Regions from separate parts of the Mus musculus genome. Here all the other regions are linked to region 5. The links are chromatin contacts, called in public promoter capture Hi-C maps. All regions are on one chromosome and are shown on one strand. The core of a region is the stretch at or near the end of the contact, and the rest is flanking DNA. Distances in the headings are between cores, read along the strand shown. Region 1 overlaps Ptprc (protein tyrosine phosphatase, receptor type, C). Region 2 has its middle 16 kb from the start of Ptprc. Region 3 holds the start of Ptprc (protein tyrosine phosphatase, receptor type, C). Region 4 has its middle 55 kb from the start of Atp6v1g3. Region 5 holds the start of Zbtb41 (zinc finger and BTB domain containing 41).

What was found. Promoter capture Hi-C pulls out the DNA fragments that hold promoters and counts their contacts.
Region 1: a contact with region 5 is called in a promoter capture Hi-C map of pre-B cells. The contact joins the enhancer-like site here to the promoter of Zbtb41 in region 5. A contact is called at or near these places in 7 of 39 promoter capture datasets (3T3-L1-derived adipocytes, the C10 cell line, the HPC-7 cell line and 4 more) and 5 of 115 datasets of contacts at active chromatin or transcription factors (astrocytes, embryonic forebrain, embryonic hindbrain and 2 more).
Region 2: a contact with region 5 is called in a promoter capture Hi-C map of pre-B cells, with 4 times the contacts expected there. The contact joins the enhancer-like site here to the promoter of Zbtb41 in region 5. A contact is called at or near these places in 3 of 39 promoter capture datasets (hippocampal neurons, liver and pre-B cells) and 1 of 9 other capture datasets (embryonic stem cells).
Region 3: a promoter capture Hi-C map of pre-B cells shows a contact between it and region 5, with 3 times the contacts expected there. The contact joins the promoter of Ptprc here to the promoter of Zbtb41 in region 5. A contact is called at or near these places in 6 of 39 promoter capture datasets (the C10 cell line, the HPC-7 cell line, cranial neural crest and 3 more) and 1 of 484 Hi-C or Micro-C datasets (B cells).
Region 4: a promoter capture Hi-C map of pre-B cells shows a contact between it and region 5, with 5 times the contacts expected there. The contact joins the enhancer-like site here to the promoter of Zbtb41 in region 5. A contact is called at or near these places in 5 of 39 promoter capture datasets (the 3T3-L1 cell line, the C10 cell line, embryonic stem cells and 2 more) and 4 of 115 datasets of contacts at active chromatin or transcription factors (astrocytes, fibro-adipogenic progenitors, forebrain and 1 more).

Annotation. Positions count from the first base shown.
Region 1 is chr1:138,123,080-138,127,947 of GRCm38.p6, reverse strand. Ptprc (protein tyrosine phosphatase, receptor type, C) reads left to right here. Exons shown (of 32, transcript NM_001111316.2): 2 at 1,622-1,645. Among named protein-coding and RNA genes, the nearest start is that of Ptprc, 50 kb to the left of the region's middle. Within about 2 kb of position 2,472, at least 25 of the 459 cell types and tissues checked have an H3K27ac peak or open chromatin away from gene starts, as enhancers often do. A contact at or near this core is called in the HPC-7 cell line and pre-B cells, where this site is marked.
Region 2 is chr1:138,188,234-138,193,389 of GRCm38.p6, reverse strand. No RefSeq gene overlaps it. Among named protein-coding and RNA genes, the nearest start is that of Ptprc, 16 kb to the right of the region's middle. Within about 2 kb of position 1,594, at least 151 of the 459 cell types and tissues checked have an H3K27ac peak or open chromatin away from gene starts, as enhancers often do. A contact at or near this core is called in liver and pre-B cells, where this site is marked.
Region 3 is chr1:138,171,746-138,176,836 of GRCm38.p6, reverse strand. It overlaps Ptprc (protein tyrosine phosphatase, receptor type, C), which reads left to right and starts at 1,711. Exons shown (of 32, transcript NM_001111316.2): 1 at 1,711-1,822. The coding sequence starts at 1,750.
Region 4 is chr1:138,326,464-138,331,344 of GRCm38.p6, reverse strand. No RefSeq gene overlaps it. Among named protein-coding and RNA genes, the nearest start is that of Atp6v1g3, 55 kb to the right of the region's middle. Within about 2 kb of position 2,919, at least 86 of the 459 cell types and tissues checked have an H3K27ac peak or open chromatin away from gene starts, as enhancers often do. A contact at or near this core is called in hippocampal neurons and pre-B cells, where this site is marked.
Region 5 is chr1:139,418,937-139,423,649 of GRCm38.p6, reverse strand. Zbtb41 (zinc finger and BTB domain containing 41) reads right to left here and starts at 1,267. Exons shown (of 11, transcript NM_172643.5): 1 at 1,227-1,267; 2 at 1-616. The coding sequence starts at 499.

The DNA of each region.
Region 1 (4,868 bases), core at 1,223-3,722, 1.3 Mb after region 5:
TACTTAAATGTTTGTGCAGATTACTGGATGCATTTGTCCTTTGCATTGCTGACTTCTCAGGGGAGGGCCATGCCTTTACCATGCTCAACTCTCACTTCTAACAGCAGACCAGCAAAACAATAGCTACTTCCTAAAGATAAGTCAATGAAATGGTGTGAACCTCCAGGGAACCACATGGTGCTACTGAGAAGGGGTATATCAAACTCTCTCTAGATGTGGAAAAGTTTGAGAAACTGTTTGCTATGGTTTCATATAGTCAAAGCAACTTGAACATTTTAATCATGTTGGTACACTATATTCTTCACAATGAATGCAAGTTATTTTGTCTTTTTAAAAACATGATCTATTAATGACTGATATATTTATACTTTGTTTCTTCTCATTCTCTGCAAACCAACATAATTCTTAGAGGTGAATTTGGAAAGAAATTAGAATAGATCAGAGGATAGGATTGCTGTTAAAAGGAATATAAAAAAGAATAAGAAGTACTAGCTGACTAGCCAAAAAAAGGGGGGACAGTATTTCAAATAATATTTTCAAAACAATACAGTCATACAACACATACCGATGTCACAGTCATGAGTGGACCTTAGTTCTTCCACCCAGTGACATTATAGCCATTTTTAGTTGTGAAAATATACTCTATGGTGATTATTAGCAGTATTAGCATAATGGCAAAATCACCTCATTTTTTGTATATATATGCAATATCCTTCTGATCCGTGTCGTTGGCACATAATTTCAGAGAAACCTTTCTCCAAACAGTCTCTGTTCATTTCTTTCCTCTGATGGGAAGTACCTCATTAGCTTCGTCAGCTTTTAACTCATTTAACTCCTGCATTCTTAGACTCTTGTGTCAGCTACAGTGTCTATTTGTGTGCTCCAGGCATGCGTAGCACGAGCTCTCCCGTCTCCACAGGAATGCTTCCAAAATGTGCAATCAGCACCCATTCAAACTCGCCTCTTTCTCTTGAGAGGTTCCCTCTTTTAATTCAGTGAGAATGTCCACACTTCAGCAACTCAGTAATATGCACGGGACTGCTTCCTTTACTTAACTCTTCATTTTCTCCTTCAAGGACATGCAAAGTCTTGGGGGCTGCCACCTGAGTGTTTCAGGGATGCGTTTCACTCCAGTGTATTCGCCCATTGAGACCTTCTTATTGAGAGCATCATCACGAATTTGTGTGTGTGTGTGTGTGTGTGTGTGTGTGTGTGTGTGTGCGCGCGCGTGCACGCGCGCTTCTGGTACTCTTTGCATTTTTTTTTTTTTTGCTTCTAACTTAGTTCTATCTTGTGCTCATTTACAAAAATATTGATTCAAAATTCAAAAAAAGTGTCTATAGCCCTCCCGTTACAGGAATTGCTCTATAGGCTGACTCCAAACTGTGAACCCCGCCCCCCCACGCCTTCCTCTTCCTTTAGGACCACATCTTAGGTCATCCATTAGGTCAGCCTGTAGCTGTCTTCAAAACATCAAAACATTAACAGAAAGAAAAATTGGGAACTTGCTTTCATTAAGATGATATGTGCTGAAAATAAATATGAATAAAGTATATGATGTATACTTGCATGTATGCTTTAAATCTCAAAATTTCTAAAAGTGTGTTTATTTTTTTTTCAGGGCAAACACCTACACCCAGTGATGGTAAGAATTAATATTTGACTTTTAATATTTTATTTTTGTTACAACAATCATGTAGTTAATATAGATAAAGTTTTATACTTATTTGGAAAGAAGTTTAAAGAAGAAATTGTATAATAATGTGTGGTTCCTCACTGTCACATGCTCTTAAAATTCTTTCTAATATTAAATTTAGTGAATAGTTGAACATTCTTTAAATTTCATAATTATTATTGTGTTCAATTTAAAGTTTAACATTTCATTAAATTGACAATAAATGGCATAGAGAGTTTCTAATCCTTTTAAAAATTTAAGACTGTAAATAAATTTTGAAAATCTGTACATGGGATAAGATTTAAACAGAGAGAAAAAAACTGATCAGAATATATTGCATAAGAATATTCTTTTTTTAAAAAAAGCATTGAATTAGAAATGGGGTAGGAAGCCTAAAAACAACGTCACATGTTTTGTTATATAAGGACAAATGCATTATATAAATTAATTGGATCTAGAGTTCACTTATATTTAGATTTTAATAAAGGTTCACTTTTATTTAAAATTTCATTTTATAATGTTTTTTCAAGAGTAATTTGCCCTTTTTAAAGTTATGCTTGGAGATCTAATATTAAGATATGCTGCATTAATAGTTTACAAAGTTTCCTACTGTAATTCAATTAATTTTTTTCTAAAAGCTTTTGAGAAAATCAATGTAAATAGTGCTCATGCTGCCAGTGTGTTAAAAATTCTTTAATGACCAAATATAGATGTTAAAATTCTCTAAAGCCTAAACACACAGAGGAAGTGACCTGCAGGTGGGTAAAGGGAAGTTAGATCCCTTGCATGTTTCTGTTGCTGTAAATGCTTGTTTCCTGGTTAATCATGTGACTGACAGTATGTCTTAAGAAGGTAAGTGAGACCGTAAAACATGAGTGTTTTAATAACTTAAATGCACATTTCAAGGGGAGCAAATCTGAAATGCTAAAAGTTGATTATCCTAGGAATTATTTGTCATTAAATGCAACACTATGCAGATACTTACAAATCCCACTCCTGAGCCTTTAAAAAAAACCACATTCTTTTATTTTTTCAATGTCTAATATTGGAATTGTATAGTTTTAGTGTGTGGCAGAGACATTTGATAAAACACTTGCTGCAGAGCAGGTTGTGATTGGTTTATGCCAATTTCTTAAGTGAAATTTGACATTTTCCTTTACAAAATATTAAGCTACTCTCAGCTCACGTAGACGAGACATTGTTGCAGGAGAGGAAGGTGATGGGATGGAATGATAGCTTATTCTCTTACCTTGTTGAAAGTTAAGTTAGAATTGTGGCCTATAATACAAAGAGGAGCAGTGTCCCCAAATATCACCAATAGAAGATAATCAGTGAAAAACTCAGAATGTTCAAAATGAGGATTCAGGGACACTAGAGAATTGGCAAATTTGCAGTCATAGATTTTACTGCTGAGACTTGAACTTAAGTGTCTGCGAAGATATTAACACGAGAGACTTCTCTGAAGACATCTTCATACACCAAGGACTGAATTTGCTTTGCTGGAAAATGTCTTGAGGAACCACACTCTTCAAAGCAGCTTGGGTTTTTAACATTGAGGGTTTAAAATCCAAAAGCCTTTTGTAGTTGGTTTACTCCAAGGGAGTGTCAGTGTGTTTGATGGACAACTTGCTGCAATATTCTCTCAGGCCAGGAGACCATTGCAACCTTTCCAATTAGTTGATCTAACCAAAAAATAAATTGTCATCTGTAAAAGGGCGCTGAGTTAACACTATGTGCACCAGATTTAAAAATCCCTCCTTCCACCTCTCTTCTCTCCCTCTCTGCTTTTCTGTTTCCCACTTCCTCCTTCCTTTTTAAAAAATTTGGTCTTCCTTTTAATTCAATGCATAGTGGGTGAGGGACAATTAGGTTAGAAGAGTGGTCCTGAATATGAGAGGTATGTCTTACCTCTAGTTCAATTTGCAAAGGTTGTTTTAGTCTTTATTTGTTAAAGTGCAACTAGTTTTGAGGAAGTGAATCTTCAAAAACTGCGTATTTTAATACTCAAAGACGTTAATACACATTAAGCAAGGGACAATTAAAAATAACATCCCTAATAATCCGAGAGAGAGAACATGATGATTTTAAAAACTAAATTTAGGGGACTTTGGAGATGGCTCAGTGGATAAGAGAACAGGTGTCCTGAGTCCATTCCAGAGGTGAGTTCAGTTCCCAGAAACCATATGGTGGCTTACAACCATCTGTAATGGGATTTGGTGCCCTCTTCTGGCGATCAAGTTACATGCAGATAGATTTTATATATATGTGTATATATATATATATATATATATATATATATATATATATATATATATATGTAATTAAACAAAACTAAATTATAGATTATATATATTTATATATGTAATTAAACAAAACTAAATTTGATTTATTTCTCTTTTCACAAAAATAAAAACATTTTAAATAAAGGAAAACAGAGAAGTGTTTGATTTACCCCATGTGCAAACTCCTTGCAGACAGCTTACATATCCACACCCACTGAACAGTATTATCTTTCACTCCCTTCTGACACATCTGCCCTTTAGAACAGTAAGTTAGAACAAGTTTATTTCAGCATCACATGTCTCTGATTAAAAGGCAAACACATTTTCATAGTTTTATAAGAGCAGATCACTTGCACTTCAGTTTGTGAGTTTTGTTTTCAGGTTTTGCTTATAGAACTCTCCCTTGGCTTCATTTGATTGATTGGCTTATCTTTTGAATCTACACATGCAGGACAATTTGTTTCTAGACAGGGGCTCCTGATTTAGTTCAAGCTGCCTAGAACTTGCAGTCAGCTCTTGAGTGATGGAGCTACAGACATGACCCATAGACCGGATTCACCCAGAGTTTTTCCTTTCCTTTCCTTTCCTTTCCTTTCCTTTCCTTTCCTTTCCTTTCCTTTCCTTTCCTTTCCTTTCCTTCCCTTCCCTTCCCTTCCCTTCCCTTCCCTTCCCTTCCCTTCCCTTCCCTTTCCTTTCCTTTCCTTTCCTATTCTCTTTTCTTTTCTTTTCTTTTCTTTTCTTTTCTTTTCTTTTCTTTTCTTTTCTTTTCCTTTCTTTGCTTTATTCCACGTGGAATCCAAAGTCTCCTAATGATTAATTTCTGGCGTTATCCTTCTCCACCATTGCTTACAATCTGTAAGTCTTTTCAAGTTTCCTTTAGACATTTTTACAAATTAGGTTTCATTCTTCTG
Region 2 (5,156 bases), core at 345-2,844, 1.2 Mb after region 5:
AGGAAGGGCAGCCCAGACTCTGGCCTGGAGAAGTTTAGAATGAGCGTGGGGGTATGCCATACTCTGAAACAGGTAGGGACTGAAGGATGCTGGGAGCATGGCTGCCAGGTTCAATTATCTGCAGCCAATTATCCAGGGTTTGAGACAACATCAAGGAACTATAGGTCCAAGTGAGTTCTTTCACAAAAGCAGATTCCAACTTGGTTTTTATAGCCACCTACAGGGACTACTAACCAGAGCAGTACTATCTTGTAGCCAAGCAAATGTGAGTGTTTTGGGGGAGGGGTAAGATTTATTTATCTTTATTTCATGAGTATTTTGTCTGCAGTTATGTAAGTGCATCGGGAGCATGCCTGCTGCCTGCTGAGGTCAGAAGAAGGCATCAGTTTTACAAGTAGTTCTGAGTTGCCATGTGGCTGCTGGAAACTAAACCCCAGGTTTTCTCCAAGAGCAGTAAATGTTCCTTATAATTGATGACTTGTCTTTCCAGCCATTGGGCTGGGTTTTTGGTGCATGGGCTTCAGGTAGCTCACTCATGGATCAGCAGCAACACAAGGGCACAACTAACAGGGCAGATTGTGTTAGCTGGTGGGCAGGATGAACATGTAGTGTGCCGCGTTTTTCCTTTCAAATCCCTTCCTGACATCACAGAAACAATTAACCTCTTGTAATGAGGTTTTCACACATGTCTTCAGGTACAGTGCAGATTTTCAACCCATTCCTGATGTTCCCAAGTCCCACCTTCTACATTTAAATGAAGATGGTCCTGTATGGAGATGGGTCTATGTCAGTATCATTCTGAGCATACCCAATCTCTCCTATATGGAGTTGGAATGATGATGAATCAGGGACAGGAGGTAGACTTGTAAGGCATACATGTGAGTTGGGGTACTAGAGGAGGCCTTCCCTGTATGGGAAGAGCTGCTGGCCCTAATGTGCTTGTAATATGCATGTGAACTTTGAGATGTTGTCATGCGGAAGGAATTACACTTCTGCAACTCACTTCCACCACACAACACCCAGGGGAACGCTAACCCAGGCGTTGGACCAAACCCATACATCTGTAAATTTGATATTCAACTTCACTGGGTGCTATGCAACCCAGTCTGTTACTTCCTGCTCCAGCAACCCTACCTCCTCCAGGTTCCCAGGAGGAAGTCCCAGACAAGGGATGGGATTGCAGCAAGCAGTTCAGCTTCCCTGTTTAGTACAAAGAGTTATGAAGGTGGGTAAGAAGGCTGAGCTGGGGGCAGGCATTGTTAAAAGGGGAACCGCTGGCTTCCTGTGAGTGTGGGTTCTTCTCACCCCAGCCTGCAACAGGGAGGAAGCCATTGACTTCATCTGAGAGGCTGTACATAAACATCTCTGAACCTGGGGCTCCAAGGTCCTTTGCATTGTGGATCAGAAAGGCTCTCTCTAGTGACACAGAAGACCCCATGTTGCTACTGCTAAGGCCACCAAGCTTCTGGTCTCCCATGCCCCTCGGCTCCTGCCACAGCTGTGGATCCGTGCCTCTCCTTTTGAGCTTACAGGGTTCACAGCACATGCTTTGCAGCTGCACCACCCAGCTAGAGGCTAGAGGAGTGCAGCAAGCTGAGAGCATTTCCGCCCACATCAGAAGGCAGAGAGAAGTTTGCGGAGAGCTACAATGAGCCCTCCACCAACTGCTTTACATCTTCTAGGCCAAGATTTCTCAGTCTTTGCCATGCATCATTGGATGGGAGACCACATGGACAGAGCTCTGTGGTGGGAGCTGGCCTTAAAAAAAATGCATGGGTTTTAGGCGTAAGAATTCTTTCCTTATCTTTGCTTTCCAGCAGCTCTGTTCAACACATCTCGGCTCCGGCTCTGATTCCTGCTCTCTCTTAGGATTTTGGGGCACTACACACATTCTGGGCTCAGGGAGAAAAGGCAGAGAAAGGAGAGCTAGTAAGAGCTTGAGGAAAGGAAAGGAAGGGAACAGAGAAGGAGGGGGGGAGAGGGAAAAAGAGAGAAGGAGGGAGAAGGGAGGGAGGGAGGGAGGGAGGGAGGGAGGGAGGGAGGGAGGGAGGGAGAATAGGAACGTGAATGAATACATCAACCAAGATTTTCTTAAAACATCACAATATAAAAGCAAAGCAGGGAAAGAAAATGGGAAACAATTATAAGACAAAAATGTGAGAATCTGGGATTAAGGGAAAATCAGAAGTTCTTTCCTTCATCCACAGCTACCCATTCTCACTGAAGTTCAGGGAACAGCCTGAGAGGTTTTCCACCATCCCCTCCCACTAACGTGCCAGTGGGCATGAGTCAGCCAGGATCTTTATTTTTGCTTCTGCCTCCTAGGTGACTTTTTCCTTAACCTGCCCCACCTCCTACACTTGGACCATAATTGCTGCCCCCATTCCCTTTCCTGTTCTCTGTCTACTCACTCACCCACTCCAGCAAGCATCCCTGATCACTTCCTCCTTCAAGCTAGAACACTCCAGTCACCATGATAGTCCAGTCACAGCACCCTTTAACTGTTTGCTTACAAGTCTGTTTTCTCTTCTAGAGCATGAGATGCTGTCAAGTGTGGGATTTCTCTTGCCTTAGTTTTTGTGCCCTGAGATACTATGACCAATGGCAAAAACAGCCCACAGCCCTCAAAGAGCAAATACAGGAATCCTCCAGAGGGAGAAAGTTTTCCTCCACATATTGTTGCTATCACAAAATCTGTGCTGCTCTAAGTCAAGAAAACAGACAACTCACTTCTTAAAAACAAATTATTTCAGAACATCACTGTATAAACTACATGTGTGTGTGTGTATACATATATGTGTGTATATATATATATATATATATATATATATATAGTACCATAATTTTTCATACTTCTTGTCTTGAATTTAGCATGTTTCATTTTTACACTAAGAATTTATGTGGTAGCCAGAGAAACCCCAAAATTCAATTCTCAGCTTTGTAATTTTTAGTTCAGAAAAAAAGGGGGTGGTTGGAAAAAGCCTCTTTCTTAGAAATACTAACCACGCCTTTCATTTATGGTGACTGGCATATGTTTCAACTGTAGAACCAATGCCTCTGGCCAAGAGAGAGACCTTCTGAATGGTTTGGATCTCAGCGACACATTGCATCTCTGTAATGACCTGTTGTAAAACCAGAGAAACTGAAGAAGAGGAGGAGGAATAGGAAGAAAAGAACAAGAAGGAAGAAAAAGAATTAAGATGCCCTGGTGACTTTGACTTACAGAGATCTGGATTACAGACCATATTCTCTGAGAATATAGCATGTTTTAAGCCACTTCCACATTAAAAACACTTTGCTAGACTCTTGACATAACATTTCATAAAATCCAAGCTCTAATGCTGTAAAATAATACATACTTCTTCCTTTGAGGAAATTGTGTTAAGAAAACAGTCTTTTTTTACTGTATCATATAGCCAAAGGAGAAGAAGGTGAGCAAGACTTCACTCTTGGGGAATATATTCAAGGGACATCAGATGAAAAGTGAGCAAATAAATGGTCTAAAACGTGTCATATACTGAAAAATGGCAAGAAAGAAACAGGAGTTGAGACAAAGCAGAGAATGGGGATTAAGAATCTACTTAAGTATCGAGGGTCCAGGAACGACTTCATGAAACAAGGCCTGGTTGCACAAAGTAGGGAATACAGAGATGTGTCTGAATTCAGCACATGGAATCAGGTCAGGGTGAACTCAAGATGGACACACAGAAGTTACAATCAAAACCCCCGTAGCACCATAGGCAACACCAGGGTGGGGATGGAGCTTGCATGACCCTCTGGGTTCTAATAAAGAGTTCAGTTTTATTCCTCTTTCAAGGCCAAACCTAAACAGACTTAATGCCAGGAAACAGCAGAGTTACCTACATTTGAGAAACATTCAATTGCCCATTGTTGGGAATCATGGAGACCAGAGCAAGGGTGAACACATAGAGAGCCCAGCAGAGGAGCAATGTTGGCTAGACCTGTTGACAGTGGAAATGAGAAGAAGCAGGTGGACTTGATAGACGTTTTAGAGGTGGGATTGGGTTAGCCTGAGCTCTCTAAAATATGGATTGGAAATGATAGAACAGGTACTCTAAGATGACTTAGTGCCTAGACTGAATGTCGGTGTCATTGAAGGCTACCTACACCAAGGTGGAGACACATCCTGGCATCTGACAGTGTTTGTTGTTACTGTCAGCAGACCATGTGGCAAAGTGATGTGTGTCCTTCAGGGATAAGGAATAGATAGAATGTCTCTGAGACTGGGATAAAAGACCACAGAGATTGTGAGAGTTGGAGCCTCCAAAGGAGGGGAAAGAGAGATGCTGAATCCAGTAGGGGGGGGGGGGAAGTCCTGGAGGAGGATCAGACACAGAGGGCGATTTTAATAGAAAGTCCTGGAGATTACAATGCAATGTGAGAATAATTAAAGATGGCTAGTCAAGCATAGGCAAGCTTGCTAGGAAGCCATTTTGTATTATCTAAGAGATGTGAGAAACGGACTGAAGAGATTGCTCAGTGGTTAAAAGCACTTGCTATTTTCCAGAGGACCCTAGTTTAATTCCCATTATTCACATGACAGCACAACTGTCTATAACGCCAGCTCCAGGGGATCTTACACCTCCACACAAACATATATGTAGGCTAAACACCAATGCTCATTAAAAAAAAAAAAAGAAGAAATTTTAGAAACACAGTCAGACCTGATATATACAGGCAGAAACAGATAAACTCAAGAGATGTTTAGGAAGTGACATTGGAAAGGTTTTACAACCAGGAGCATCAGTATGACTGTCCTTTGGAACTTGGCAATTTGCTACTAGCAATTGGAAGGAGCTTTTACTCTGAGCAAACCTAGAACAACCGTGTTGCTTTCCTGCATATCCTCTCTACTGTGCCACTGCATCTCATTCATTTAGGAGCATTCCTTGCCTTGTACAACACATATGAACATTGCTAAGTAAGGGTGCATCTCGTAGTCAGCAGTGTGTTCACACTGATCGGAAAAGGGCACCAGCTCTCCTGTTTACATCCCATAGCACACAGTCATTACCACAAGGCCTCTGTTCTTCCACCCCACAGCTTTACACTTCAACCTCATGTCTGTCTTCACTCTGTCACCTCACCCCTGCCTTTGTGCAAAGCCTTTGTCAAATTTGCAGAAAGGAGAGGGT
Region 3 (5,091 bases), core at 462-2,961, 1.2 Mb after region 5:
AAAGCCACAACCAGTCAAACTCAGAGAATGACTGACCTTGAGGTTTCCAACCCAATTTGATGCATCTGTAACACAAGGCTTGGGAAACTTACTCAAGCTCAGAAAACTTCACAGAAGAGGGAGTGGAAAGAGTGTAAAAGCCAGAGGACCAGGACGTCTGCTACAAGATAGTGTCTTTTAGGTATACGGGAAGGGTATCATCATGAAACCTCAATAAATGGCTTACTACCTTAGCAAGACCTTAATGGTGACAAGATCAGTTGATATGCTAAAGTTCATGAGGGAAATCTCAGAGGCCCCCACTCAAGATGAAGCATGAAAGGTAGTTAAGGACTGCTGAATATAAGAATTAGACTTTCGCATGGTGAGCTCCCTAACTAGTTATGTGATACCAGGTAGTCAACCCTATGTACACACAGACAAACACAGACACATACACACACACCTACACATCTACACATCTACACACACACACACACACACACATACACCACTAAACAAACTCAGTAGGTTATACCTTCAGGTGTGTGTGTGTGTGTGTGTGTGTGTGTGAGTGTGTGTATACATGTGTAGGGGTGTGTGTGTATGAGTGTATGTGTGTGTAGGGATGCGTTTATTTGTAGGTGTGTGTGTAGCAATAAAAGTTAAAGAATAAATGGTATGAATTAGGGATGAATCTGTGTATTTGGACATAGGAGGGTTCTGGGGAAAAGAGAGAGTGGGGGGAAATAATGCAAATTCAATATACATGTGAAATTGATCAGGGATGTGTGTGGTGGGGTGGGGAAATACTATGATCAAAAGAAACAAGTTAACTTTGTAAAAGACAAGGCTTGGTTTTCATTGCTCTTCTTTCATTGGTAAATAGCACAGAGCAACCCCAAATGTAGGGGCACTCCTGTCTTGAAGCAGAATTCACTGATGCACAGAGGAGAGTCTCACTCCACCACTCAAGGAGATACCTGCATAAAACTCAATGAAACCACCACCAGCAGCCCTGAAAAACAAATTGGGAGGCTCTTTAAAGCCAGTGAAGGTAGTTTTGCATAGGAAAGCCACATCACCGAGGAAATAGGCATACCATTTGAGTCTGAGCTCCTTATGGTAAATAACAGGAGTTGGCAGACATAAGCAGAAAGACAGTTGGTTTGGGTCACTTGGTCGTCTTCAACGAACTTCAGAGCCTCGTACCAGCTTAGTCACTGTGTTATCTTGCCAACCCCTATGTTGTTATACTCATGTGGAAGCTTGTCATATCTTGGGTAAGAAAATTATTGATGACTTGGGAGGGATGTATTGTTTTTGAATAAAGCTTCCTTAAAAAGATATTAAAAAGGAGCAATATTTATATAGTTTAAAACTGTTTTCCTTTAGAGGAAAATTGAGACGAACCGCTAACAGCATAATTACTTGAATTAAGGAAGTAAGAAGCCATTGCACTGACTTTGAACGACCTTTTTTTTTTTTTTTTTAACTTCCTGCAAAGAGGACCCTTTACAGTATTTTTGGAGAAGTTAGTAAAACCGAATCTGACATCACCATTTAGCAGTGCATGTAGCTAGCAAGTGGTTTGTTCTTAGGGTAAGAGAGTAGGAAACTTGCTCCCCATCTGATAAGACAGAGTGCAAAGTATGCGTTCTTTTCTTTTAGTTTTGACTTAGCTTTACAGAGACAAACTTCAAGAGAGATAACCATTATTTTGCCTTTCAGGGAGACCCTATTTCTTAGGGGCACAGCTGATCTCCAGATATGACCATGGGTTTGTGGCTCAAACTTCTGGCCTTTGGATTTGCCCTTCTGGACACAGAAGTCTTTGTCACAGGTAAGCACACCCATATTCATTTTTACTTCCTTGTATTTTGTTGATTTTGTGGCAAAGGCTAGGTTGAAATGGCTATTTTTAAAAGTTGCGTGTGATGGATATTGAAAGTAAGAAGATTCGTTACTCCATGTTCAAGTTTGCCGTTGTTCAGAGAAACAAGGCCTAGTGGAGGGCAGCATACACTGCTTCTGTTCAAAATACATAAATGTTTCGGGGAAAGATCACACTTTAATAGGAAAGTTGACTCTCTTTGTCTCTCTTTATTTGGAAACTGTTCAGGAATGTAGCTAAAGCAATTGATCCAACCTGCATCTGCTATGGTTAGAGGAATTGTTAATTAAGTCAGCTTTTAATGCTTTTGATCAAAATATGAAAGGTTTAAAATCACGAGACAGCTTTGCTTGTGTGTAAGCCAGTCTCTTCAGACAAAGGGTTGTTTCCTCAAATGTTAATGATTATTAAAATAGGGTTTTGAATGCTCAGCTACAGAAAGGCTGAAGAGCACATTAGGTGCTTTAAAAACTCTCCGTGTTGTCTTACCATCGAATGTGTTTTGAATTAATCATTTTAGTTCTGAGATAATGCTTCCTATGAATTCTGCTGTGGAAATTCTGGTAGAGCCACCGCCCTTCCTGGGTGATGGGTACAGAGTACAGCCTTGAAAAGGTAGACGTGTGTTACAGTTCATAAAATTCCTACAAATGCTGTGTCCTTCAGGACAGGGTGACCAGGCAGGCACTGCTTACTGAAGGTTCAGTCCTTCTTACATATCTGGTCTGGTCAATAATTATTTCTGGAGTAGTTTCTCTTTGAGACATGAGTTGATTATCAAGTTACAGCTAGATGGCATTTCTCCTTGTAGTGTTTAATCTAAGATACTTTTAAATGGGGAAAATAGTTAATTGTATCAGAATTCAATTTTATTTTTTTCCTGATGTTCACTCCTCTCGTTTCCAAAGAAATCCCTGGTACTAAGCCGGCTAACGTCTGCTCTGTGTTGTCTGAGGGCCTGGAAAAGAAATGCAGCCTCAGATACTTGTTTGTTGATGTTATCACAATAAGTTTGTTTTGCTTTTTAATTGGAAAGATGGATTTTTTTTTCAAAAGAAAATCCAGTTAGGTAAGTTGCGAATTTGCTTGGATGAGGTTTATCTGGCATAAGATGATTTTAAACAATGCAGGGCACCACAGAATCTTGTCACAATGCACCAACTACTTCCCAGGTCGTGAGCTCTCTATGATTTTTGTTATAATGTAAAGAGAATTATAGAGAAGAATTGAAGATTGTACATTTTATCATATATTGGCATATTTCCACTGTAAGTCCCCACTCGGGGCAATTTTCCGATTTTCTTTAAATGGGTGAGAAAGAACATTAAGGTACCTTCAGATTGTAGAGCAAGTCACCCCCAAATTATAAATTAGGATATTGATATTTTTTGCACAAGAAACATCTTTGAATTCACCATAAAAATGTACATAAAGGGTCCTAGAAACCTTTAAATCAACTTTCCTAAATACTTTATTCTAAAATATAGATTATTAACCAATATATAGATAAAGGATAGTTGATAAATTGCTAACAGATAGAACGGTTTTTATAAAGACCAAGCTTAATATAATACTGAGGATAAATATTTTTCTATAGGACTCTGACAGTTTTCCTTAGAGTGTGTTAGAAACTTACTGTTAGAAACACACACACACACACACATGATCATTTGTATTTGAAAATGGTGTTTAGCATTTCAAGACACATTTTTATTTAGTGTTGAGAACATATTAAGGCTTTAAATTATGTACTTTATTAAGCAAAAAATGACTCAGATCCTACATTTTCTTTTCATGTGATAAATTAATGTGGTATCTACAGGAAATGCACTTTCAGGGAGCAACATTTTATTATATGCTTTAGAAAAATAAATTAGTACAGTAAAACACTAATGAAGCATCCATGGAGAGTACACAGCACTCCAGCATTTTATTTAGCTTATGAAATCCAAATGAGACCAACGTCAAATTTAAGGTCTTCCAGGGCAACTGTGATGCTGTGTTCCCAAATTATAAAATGTCCACGATCTTACTGCTTTGTGCCTCTTTGCCAGGTCAGTTGGACTCTGAAGGCTTGTTTAAAAGTTGTAAGTAATTCTATGGCAGCATTATAGGTCAGAAAGTGCAGATAGAGCTCAGGTTTTCTACCTCTAGTAAAGTTTAACACTAGGCCTGTCTACCAAACCCATCACCTAATGGCTGGAAACGTCTTTAGTTGGGCCCTGAGCAGCGTGCAGTGAGCTAGGTTCTGAGTCAAAACAGTGAGAACTCATTTCCTGGGCACAATTCTTCATTTTTCCATCACCATTAAAACCATCTCAAGTAATAAATATGCACTTGGCCTTGCACATCATAAACTTTTGGCACAAATTATTTGTCAAATTTGATAAGCACTCCTATTATACTTTAAAAATAACTGGGGAGCCTATGCTGTGGGGATGGGGACTTACTACTTTAACTTTTATTTTCTTAAAACAGTTTTCTGTGACCCTTGTCATTGCTAGAATTTGAAAAGTACTTTGTGAGTGGAAAGCAAAGGCGGGTTAGAAATCAGGAGTCCTTCTGTCTTGCTCGGCACTCTGAACACAGGATCAGAGTAGGGACATGCAGGCAGCTGCCTACTCCATTCAATTTGGTGTCTTTCCAAAAGTGACAAGCAGAGAGTGCAGGACAGGCCCGTTTCTGCATTGTTCATGCACACATGCATACCTATATGCAAATTTGCAGACATGACACATGTATGTAGTGCCTTGTTTCCACACTGTGGTTATCTATCATGTCTGTGTCTACTGGATCTCTATACACACACTCACCTGTTCACCACTGAGGGTCTAGGAACACATGCTCGATGGCAGGTTCATTTTCCTTTGGTCTAGATTGATTACCCTCTCTGTGTCCTTGAGCTTATTTCACCCCTCCACACTAATCCTTCTAAATGGGAAAGCCCTCTTCCTATGTGCAGTCATCCACATGCTCCACAGATAGTTAAACAAACAAAACCAAACCAAAAAAAATAAATAAATACTGTTCCCATATCTCTGTTGAGATCATCTCAATTCTCGGCCTTCTTCTGTCTGCAGCAATATGACAGTTTGAATATCATTCTTTCTTTATATAACTGAATGGATTAAAATGGTGGGGGTGGGCACTCCTGAGATTTCCTCATCAGCTAGAATCTTTATTTTAAAAGGCCGGCATGCATTCACTGTAGGCAATGG
Region 4 (4,881 bases), core at 1,670-4,169, 1.1 Mb after region 5:
ACATGATCACGGAAGGACTGAATTGGGTCCTCAAAACAATTATCTTCCAGCTTCATATATTTGCCAAGAATGTGAAGAGATGACACTGGTTTCCTCTCATTGCATCCCACCGGGACTCATACTATCAACGTGCCTCGTGATTCACCAGTATTGATGACTGACACATGAAGTAAAGCAAGAAGCAAACTTCAACCCACTCTGATTTATGGTGATTTTTGTGGGGCTATAATTCAAGAATCTAAATATCCTGTTTACCTGCAACCCTTCCATTTAATTAGCTAACAGCAGCGTGAGTTTGTGAGTTCTTTATTTGTCGGGTGGGTTACTATTCACTGCCTTCATGATTTCAGATTGTCATTGCCTCAGATGTGACCAGTGGGAGCCTCTTCAGGCTGCTCTCTGTATTCTTATCACCCATCCCCACAGTTCCCAGGCACTTTCTTATTTGCCAACCAAACCAAGTACCCCAGGCTTATTTTCCACTCTTTGAGCCAAGCCTTGAATCTGCTGTTTCCGCAGCTGGAGTTCCAAGGCCAAGATCTAGCTGCAAGGTGTTTTTGCTGCTACAAGAGCATTGCTGTCTCTTTGGGCAGAGTAAGGGAGTTTTTGTAGGTGTGGACATGCACACACATTCCCTTGTACACACTTTTAAGATATCTATTTCTATATTTGCTCTCTCTACAGAAGAATACTAGCTTACACCAACATTCCAGATTCTACTAAATGTCACAGTACTCATTCATTTTCGCCCTTTGTATTTGTAATTATACCTAATATCATCATCATTACTAATATTGCATCTCTCTTTTCATGACATCCCTGTATATAACAGGTCTCTAACAGATAGCACAGTCCTTCTCACTCCACCTGTCCCAAGACCTCTGCTGGTGTCCATCTGCTAGACTCCTGTCTCAGATCTACCAGTTGGAGGCCAGACCAGTCCATATAATGACTTCCCGGCCAGTCAGGGATACGTAGCAAAATCCTATCTCAAAATCAAGCAAAGCCAACCAGTGAAACCAAGAGAGCATATTTATGTATTATTTATATTACAAAAAAGAAAATAATTCAAAGGTAGTGCAGAGAGTTTACATCTATACCACATCTAATGGTGTCGCCCGTCACTTGGGACAGCTAATGAATAGACATCACTGCGTTATCCAATCAAGTTCATTCAGATTCTTTTTCTTCTGAACTATAGTCCCCCCGCCCATCTCCTGTTCTAGGATCCTATCCAAGACATGTCATTTCTCTATCAAGGTTCCTACACATCCTGCTGGTTGTGAATGCTTTAGCTGTCCATTACAATTGTGAGGAGTTCCCGTCTTTCGTACACTGAACTTCAGGAGGGATTTATATGATATCCTGACTAGCTCTGAATTGTGTGTTTGAGGGGAAAGACTAGTGAGAAGATACAAGGCAGGTTGGCCTGACCTGTCACCACCCCTGCTCACCCGAGTTTTCTATGCCCAACTCCTCTGTCCACACTCTGGGATTTGGAAGAAAGTCGCCATGCACAAAGCACAGTGAATGAGAAGCATTTGTACCGCACACACTGTGAGGTCTGCACCTCTGAGACTGCTCAGGGTTCCTGAACAAGACACTACACACTCACTCATTTCTCCCAGTTCATTCTGCTACTGAGGACCCATCGACACTTATTTTATATTTGGATTTCATCACGTTTTAGATTAAGGGAAAAATCACTGATTGCCTTTTGACCACCCCTCTCATCCACATAGCTCGTGGCATGTGCCACCATAGAGACCACATTCCTGGCATGGGGACAGGTATTCTTAAACACCCACTCTGTAATTTGTTGGTTTCTTAGACTGTTACTTTATCATCTGGAATGCCTTTGGACATACCTTAGAGCTGATTTCATGCCATTGCTTGAATCTTAATTCAGTGACTGGCCTTAAACACCGACTCTTATTCACTTCCTTTGCAGTTTGGGTGTAAATCTCTTCCTTGCAGTAGTTAGCGCACTCCTTGATGTTTGTTTGCCTGTTGGTCTTTGTGACTATGTTGTGAGGTTGGTGGGATTCCAACTATTTTTCCCTCCTTTCTCTTTCAGTTTGAAGCAGTTGTGTGCAGAATATACCTGGTTCTAGGGACAAAGAATATGGCTGTGCTCATCAAGAGAGTTGAGTTTTTAAAGTATTTACTTGAGTCCTTTCTAGAGAAGTGACACACAGGATTTGCCATTCATGGGATATGTACTATGCGATTCTTACTGTTTTGTTTTGTTTTGTTTTGTTTTGTTTTGTTTTGTTTTGTTTTCCCTTCCTGCAAAGATGTTCCTTTTTTGATCATCTGGACTTCCATGCACAGGAGTATCTATAGATCAGGCACTTGTCCAATGACTGGCTAAAATCGAGGACAGGCTTTCCCACAGAGCAGAACTTATTCCCACAGTGACTGTGGTTTCAGTAGTAGTAGACTGCCCTAACCAACTTGACCAAATAGCTACGCTACAAAAGAGGCAGGCAGGAAGTCTAGCAATATAGACATTCACTTTGTGGCACACAAAATACACCCTGTGTTGACACAAACAAACTGCCTTCACCATTTTGACTGTCAAGTAGTCAAGAAAAATATTTAAGTCAGTTTTGAAGCAGTCAAATTGGCCAGCAAGCCTATCTGCCATTCCCCTCTCCTCCCTCTGTATGAAGCCTCCCGATTTCCCTGGCTGGTGTTTTAGAAGCAGACGCGTTTTTCCTGCCAGAAGAGGATGCGTTCTTTCTCACAGAAGCTTAATGAAATAGCTGTTACATCATATAAATCCACTTCCTAACACCCCGTGTCAGACTATCAAATCAGTTAAGGAAAATCCTCATCTTTTTTTCTCTTTGAAATTATGGATAGGCTGGTCGGGTTCCAAATTCAGCGAGTTCATATCGCCATCTAGTGTTCAAAATAGGATTGTCCGCACAAACGAAGGAGAAAATTTTAATACTCCATCCGGCTGCAAAAACCAATCTTATCTGAGTTGTTTGAAAGGTTCACTTGGCTGATCCGGTTTGGTTTGGAGCTACTACTCACAGTTAATTTGATATTTATGTTTTGATAGGACACCACACTACTGAGTGAAATTGTTGATTACAGTTTAGCTTGGAAACATAGCTCAAATCACAATCAGAAACAGTGATGCTTTTTCCCAGTATAAGGACAAATGTATCTCAGATAAAGCCAACTACTGTGGACGGCGAATGACAACGTGGCAACTTAAGACGAAGCAAACTTCTTCCCAGCAGAAACTAGAGGAAGCGAAAATAAGACCTGAGCAGGGGCGCCATCTTACTTTGTGTTTCTGAAACAGTATTTGGGTATTAGGGAAGGAAGATACAAAGCCCAAACTGTTCACTGAGCAGCAAAACACAACTCACAGATAGCAAAGATACTTTATTTCCGCAAGCAAGCAAGCCTCAAGTCTGACTGTTTCAACCGTGGTTGCCCTCAATCCTTGCATAAAAACTGGACTCGTATATCTAGAAACGGATTTGCAGTTGTTGAGGAAAATACACACAGAAGCGTTTTTGATGAAGGCACAGCCTGTGGAATAGTTGTAATTTTAGAACTGGATATGGCAATATTTTCTGTTTCTTCATACACCGAGGAGTTGAAGGCACTGTTAATCCACTTCCGGCCACACTGAGATGGCTCTGGCGTCCCGCTTTACAGTGAGTGGCAGAGCTGATTCTGTCTCAGAACTTCCACAGCACTGCACTCACTCGTTCCCTCCTGGTGGAGTTTTGCAGGCTTGGATAAGAGACAGGAAGAAAAATAGACAGGATGGGAAATGGGCAAACGGGGCGAAAGGAAGAAACACCCCAAGGTGACTCAGGGTGTCTGCCACAGACACATGCTTTATGCAAAGTTTAAATCAAGCCTTTTAACCCATACAGTCCCAGTTCCCTACAGAATGCAAAACTGTTTGCCACTTTTGGCAACAACCTAGCTTTAATGAAGCAACTCTAAACAGACTGTTAGTAAGTAAACTGTGAATAAAAATTGCCGTCGAGTTGATAAAAATTCAGACAGGTGATTTATTATAGGAGTGACTTTGTTTTTGGTTACAACAAATCCTATACGATCCAGTTTTTAAATTTTTTTCTTATCCATGCTGGTTCACTTTGCTAATTGTTTTTTAAACATTGTTAGCTGTACAAATTTGTATTTTATAAATAACTTGCAACAAGTAATTAGCACACGTTGTAATATGATGAAAGATAGGTAACATTTTTGGTTTATGCCCTGTGGACCATTCATCTAGTCACAAGCAGCTTTCTCATTATAAATGTTCTGAGCATGACTACCCTCTGATGAAATCTGTTCCTTCCCCCTCCCTACCCCAGACTCACATTTCCGTGGATGGGAAAGCTGGCTTAAAACTGAACTATTTATGACTTAATCTACCTGCACTTTGAGCTCTTCAGGCCTTATTGGTAAGCAATCACAGTGCCTCGTGGCTCAAGCTTGGTGACAGAAATGATGAGGCTCACGCTGACAGCCCTGCCTGGCTGCTGCTGGCTGCTGCAGTGTTCCTTGCCCTTGGCAAAGAGTTCTACAAAGAGCAAGAGAGAGGGAGTACCATACACCCTGTTTGCCAGTTTGCATATTTCCCCACACTCTCACAATATAGGTAGCTGTGGGCAGAGCTTGCAGCTTTGCCATTGTTTCTGGCTTTGAACTGAGTGTTTTGTTCCAGGCCATTTTATTGGGTGGGTTCCTGTGGGCATTATTTTAAGTACTGGAGAAAGTTACTTTTTCCCCCCTCTGTTTTGGTTTTTTAATAACAACAAATCGTGAATTAATTTACTGCACAGGGAAGCTAAACAAAGGGAAACAATCCTTTGGGAATTAGCTTTGAAAGGGGCT
Region 5 (4,713 bases), core at 18-2,517:
CCAAAAATTTTGCAGCCTCTAACACAAGAGGTATTTCGTATTTGTACACAAAAAACTCCGATGTGTAGAGGAACTCAAGCAAATGCTGAAAAACCGAATGCGTTACGTGATCCAGGGTGACAACATCAGTGCTTGGATTTTTGCTCAGACACGCATGAAAATAACTACTGCCGACAGCAACGACCACTTTATGCGCACTAAACTCTTTCCCTTCCACTATGATAAGTAAATCGCAGAAAGACGGTTGCTTCTGCCTATCATCGTTCAAATACTTCAGCAAATTCTTATTATACTGCAAAGAACTCAAAAGCTTTCTCTGATCTGGAGAGGGAGGCAGTTCTTGGCAACGCTGGGCAGCTTCGGGGGTTGGTCTTTCTGGAGCCTGAGTATAGGTCACTTGGCCACACTCCACAGCAGCATTTTCTTCCGAAGAGTCTTTATGATAGCCTAGATGGATCTTCTCGTCAAGATTTGAAGTAACCTTTCTCCTTTTCTTCATTGCAATGCGGCAATTTTTGAACAAGAAACTTCATACGTGACTTAGGCGATTGATGAAACAAAACTAGATTGTCTTGAACAACAGCTTCTGAAGGGGCGTGCCCCACCGTTTCATGGTCTGCAAAAAGAGTGAGAATCAGGTAAGAGCTCCACCGCATAGCCATCTTAAATAACCCAAAGGTGTTGTCAACTAGTCTTTCCTACATTGTAACTAGATTACAAAGTCGACAGTGCATTCACTCCCAGCTAAGATTTTCTTTTTTTTTAGGGCAGGGAACCAGGAGAGCTGGGCTGGGAAAGACAATCCAACAAAAGAATAGTGTGAAGTGAAGGCACAGCACACCTTCCAGGCCTGATTCACGAATAAGGTGGAGAGAACACAACCCAGAGAGCACCATCCCGCCGAGACCGCAAACAAGGCAGACTGGCCGGCCGGGACCGCAGTCCCGATTTGGGTGCTGGGACCTTGACAATAAGGCCAGCGCGGCCACGAAACGCAAGTCTCCATTAGCATGCTTTCCCCGGGCGAGCGCGGCATGGCTCCTGAGCGACAGACCTTCCGAAATCCACTAGGCACGGCGGCCCCAGGAGGGGAGCAGAGTGGGGTCAGCACGGGCGACGACTGCAGGAAGCCGAGTCTTCCCAGGCCGGGGTTGGCGGGGACCCGCGCTCGCCCGTGACCCTTCCCTCCCAGGCTGCCCGGGGCAAGCGTCCCACAGGCCCATTACCGGGAAGCCCGGGCTCCCGCGCCGGCTCGGGGCCGCCCAGCTCCGATCCCCGCGCGCTCGCGCCCGCGCCCACCCACTTCCGGGTCCGGCCCCCCACCTCAGCCACCTCGGCGGCGCTCCTTCCCCTCGCGGAGTCCCGCCGCCGCCGCCGCTCGCCAGGCAGGCACGTCAGGCCCGCGCAGCCGCCCAGCCGCCGCGAGAAGCCGGGGAGCCCCGGCATCCGCCCGAGCGCATGCGCGCGCCTCCAGCCCTGCGCATGCTCCGTGAGCTTTCTTTCCTGCCCTGGGTGCCCTACCGAGGTCCCAGGTCCGTTATACCCGCTTTTCGTGGCCACTTAAGGGCCCTCGTTAACTGAACCAGAAAAACTTGGCTGCGGGAGGGGAAGATAGCTGTGATGAGGGGTTAGGGGGAATTGGCGCCACGACAACTGGTGTGTTTCCAGTGTGTCACCAAACAGCGACCTCCTCCGGAAACCTGCCAGTTTCCAGTCCACAGTGGCAAACACCCAAAGTGCTGGCTGGAAGTAGTTGTATGGCTTTCCGACTTACATGTGCGTAAAATGTAAGCACACCTAAAATTGTGGGGTTTGTTTTTATTACCTTGCTATGAACAGAAGATGTGCATGTAAGATGTGAAGCTGAGAAAAGGACAACCAAACCTCTACGGGACTTAGAGCCTCAGAGCCCCTGCCTAACGTGTTGCATCTCCGACAGAATGCCCAGTGGCCCGATATTGCCCGTCTGGCGATGAAGGTTCTAGAGTTTGTTTGTACAAACCTAAGGAAAAAAACTGATACAAAGGCCGTGACCAAAAAGAAATCAATACACACACCTTCCCTTTTACCTGTAACTCCACTCTCTTCATAACTCTGAATCTGAAAAGGTTACCCTCTCATTAGCAAATACGAGCAAGTGCATACCCAGGAGGAGGAGAAGTTGAGGGAGCGTGTGGGGGACTTTTGGGATGGCATTGGAAATGTAAATGAAATAAATACCTAATTAAAAAAGAAGAAGAATGTACACCCAGAATAGTATAAGGAAAGCTAATGAAAATGATAAAATACTCAGAGCTATAGATTATAAAGTAGAAAATGTTTGAAAAGACAAGCCCATAGATATTAATTTTGTGTGTGTGTGGGGGGGGGTGCAGTGTTATCATCCATCGTCTGGCTCCTACCACCAAGTCTTTCCAGCTGTTGTCATGTGTCAGTGTTCTAAGTTACATGGGACAATCAAAGAAATGGGGTCACTTCCGGGCGAAATATGGCATTGCAGGCAGCAAAGAGGAACGGCCTCAATGAGCTGAACCTCGGACAGCTGTTCAAATGCTGTTTGGGGAGGGGGATAAAGCAAGCCCCTCATACAAAGGCCTGTGGTCTAAGCTAGATGTTTCATGAAGGAGAACACCACACCACTGCAACTTTAGCCTTCACTGTGTACTGTTTGTAGTACTCAATAATGTAAGACATTCCAGGTCTGCCAGGGCAGTCTTGTGACCAAAGTCGGGCAAAGGATGGAAAGCTCCTTCAGGAAAAAAAAAAAAAAAAGACTCTATAGAAAAAAAAATCACCATTTCTACAATGATTTCTTCAAGGTCAAGGTACTTCTAAAAACCATCTATTCATTCTGGTGTTTCCCCTAGGTCCAGTGAAAAAACAGCAATTTTCATTCAAATGTTTACCTTAGATATAATGATTCTACCAAACACACCACAGTCATGTTGGTCCAACAAAGATGAACTCAATCTCTTTGGAACTATAATAAATCCTCTCTACTACGTTTCATCTGTCAAGCATTCTATCTAAATACCAGAAAAGAAACTGATACACCATATAATATGGTTTCTTGTCTATCTCACTCATCAGACAAAAATCATATAGGACAAGTTGTATTAATCTCTTACACTGCTGTATTTTAATAACTAGTAAAATACCCAGAGACTTCATTGTGATACTCAATATCCCAATGAAGACAACAGATGTAGATTACACACTTACATAAATCAACTTGCCCCATATGGAACTGTCAAATAGATGATACAAGGCCTATGCCTGTCAGTGAGGAGCACAACTATTCCTCACCTGTTTGGATACTATCACAGTCCTCTTAGAAGAAATGCCATGCAACACAAACAATGACTGAAGTCCTCATAAATAGCCTTAACCCAATTCAGTATTCTATGTTGCACCAAGAGATAATCGATGTAGTCTTTTCACAACCACTGAAGTGAAGAACAGGGCTGATAACAACCAGGTACAATGGTACTTGCAACTGCCATACAACCCCATTATAATCAGATTAGTTTTAAAAGTGGATTATTAAATTACGACTTAAAAGGCTTAAGTGTATGAAACATCTTGCACCAATGAAAAAGGAAGAGACCTTTTGAAAAATGACCATAACATTGTCAAGTAAAAACCCCAGTGCAAGAGGCAGTATATGAATTGTTAGCCCTAAAAACCATAAAGACTACTTCTATTGTTGCTGCATGCTAGATCTAGATAGTAAGACTCTGCTACTGATGGCGTTACATACTCTGGTTGTCGGACACAAAGAAATAAAACTGAATTTAGCTGCAAGTTCCCTCCTCACTGGATGACACTCATAGTACTGAAAGGTGCAGCTGAGGGAAAATTGTCACAAACAGTCCTGCTCAATGATATTTCAATACTATTTGCTACAGTATTGAAATGCCAGGCAGGATTTGCCTATGCAACAGTGGCACAATTATCGTGGGTACAATCAACTTAAGTCCTGCTCTAAAATACATAGGTTCGTGACTTGTACTGTAAACCAAAACAAAAATTCATGGCTTAGAAGGTCACAGGCCCCAGGGAGAAAACCACAGCTACTGTTTTAAATGAATGTGATATGTATGTCACAGTGCTTTCAAACATTTGTGTTAAGCCCTTAGATCACCATTGCTGTTAGCCTCTACCAGGAAGGGAAGGAAATTTCCTTATGGAGTAGCTGGTATACATTATATCGGTGCTATAGACAACAAATCTATAAATAGCATTATACTAAATGGAGACAAACATATTTTTTCCTCTAAAATAATGAATAAGACAAGGATGCTCACTCTTTTCCCCTTATTTAGTACAGTTCATGAGGTCTGAGTTACAGCAACCATAAAAGGAGATATAAAAGTAATAAAATAGAAAAGGGAAAGGCTGAGTTACTCCTATTTGGAGATGACATGAGTTGATACTATAAGTTAGACAATAATAGTATATTAGAAGACCTTATAGAATCTACTAGAAAGCTTGAGATCCATTAAACATAAGTAAAGTTGTAGGATGAATATATATATTCTACCTAGAGCTAGCATGCAGTATGCATGCGAACGCGCGCGCACACACACACACACACACACACACACACACACACTATCCTTTATATATACTATCAATAAACTCTCAGAGGAAAAAAATTAGTAAAATATATTACACTATCTCCAAAAGGTACCTAGAAATAAACCTAACCAA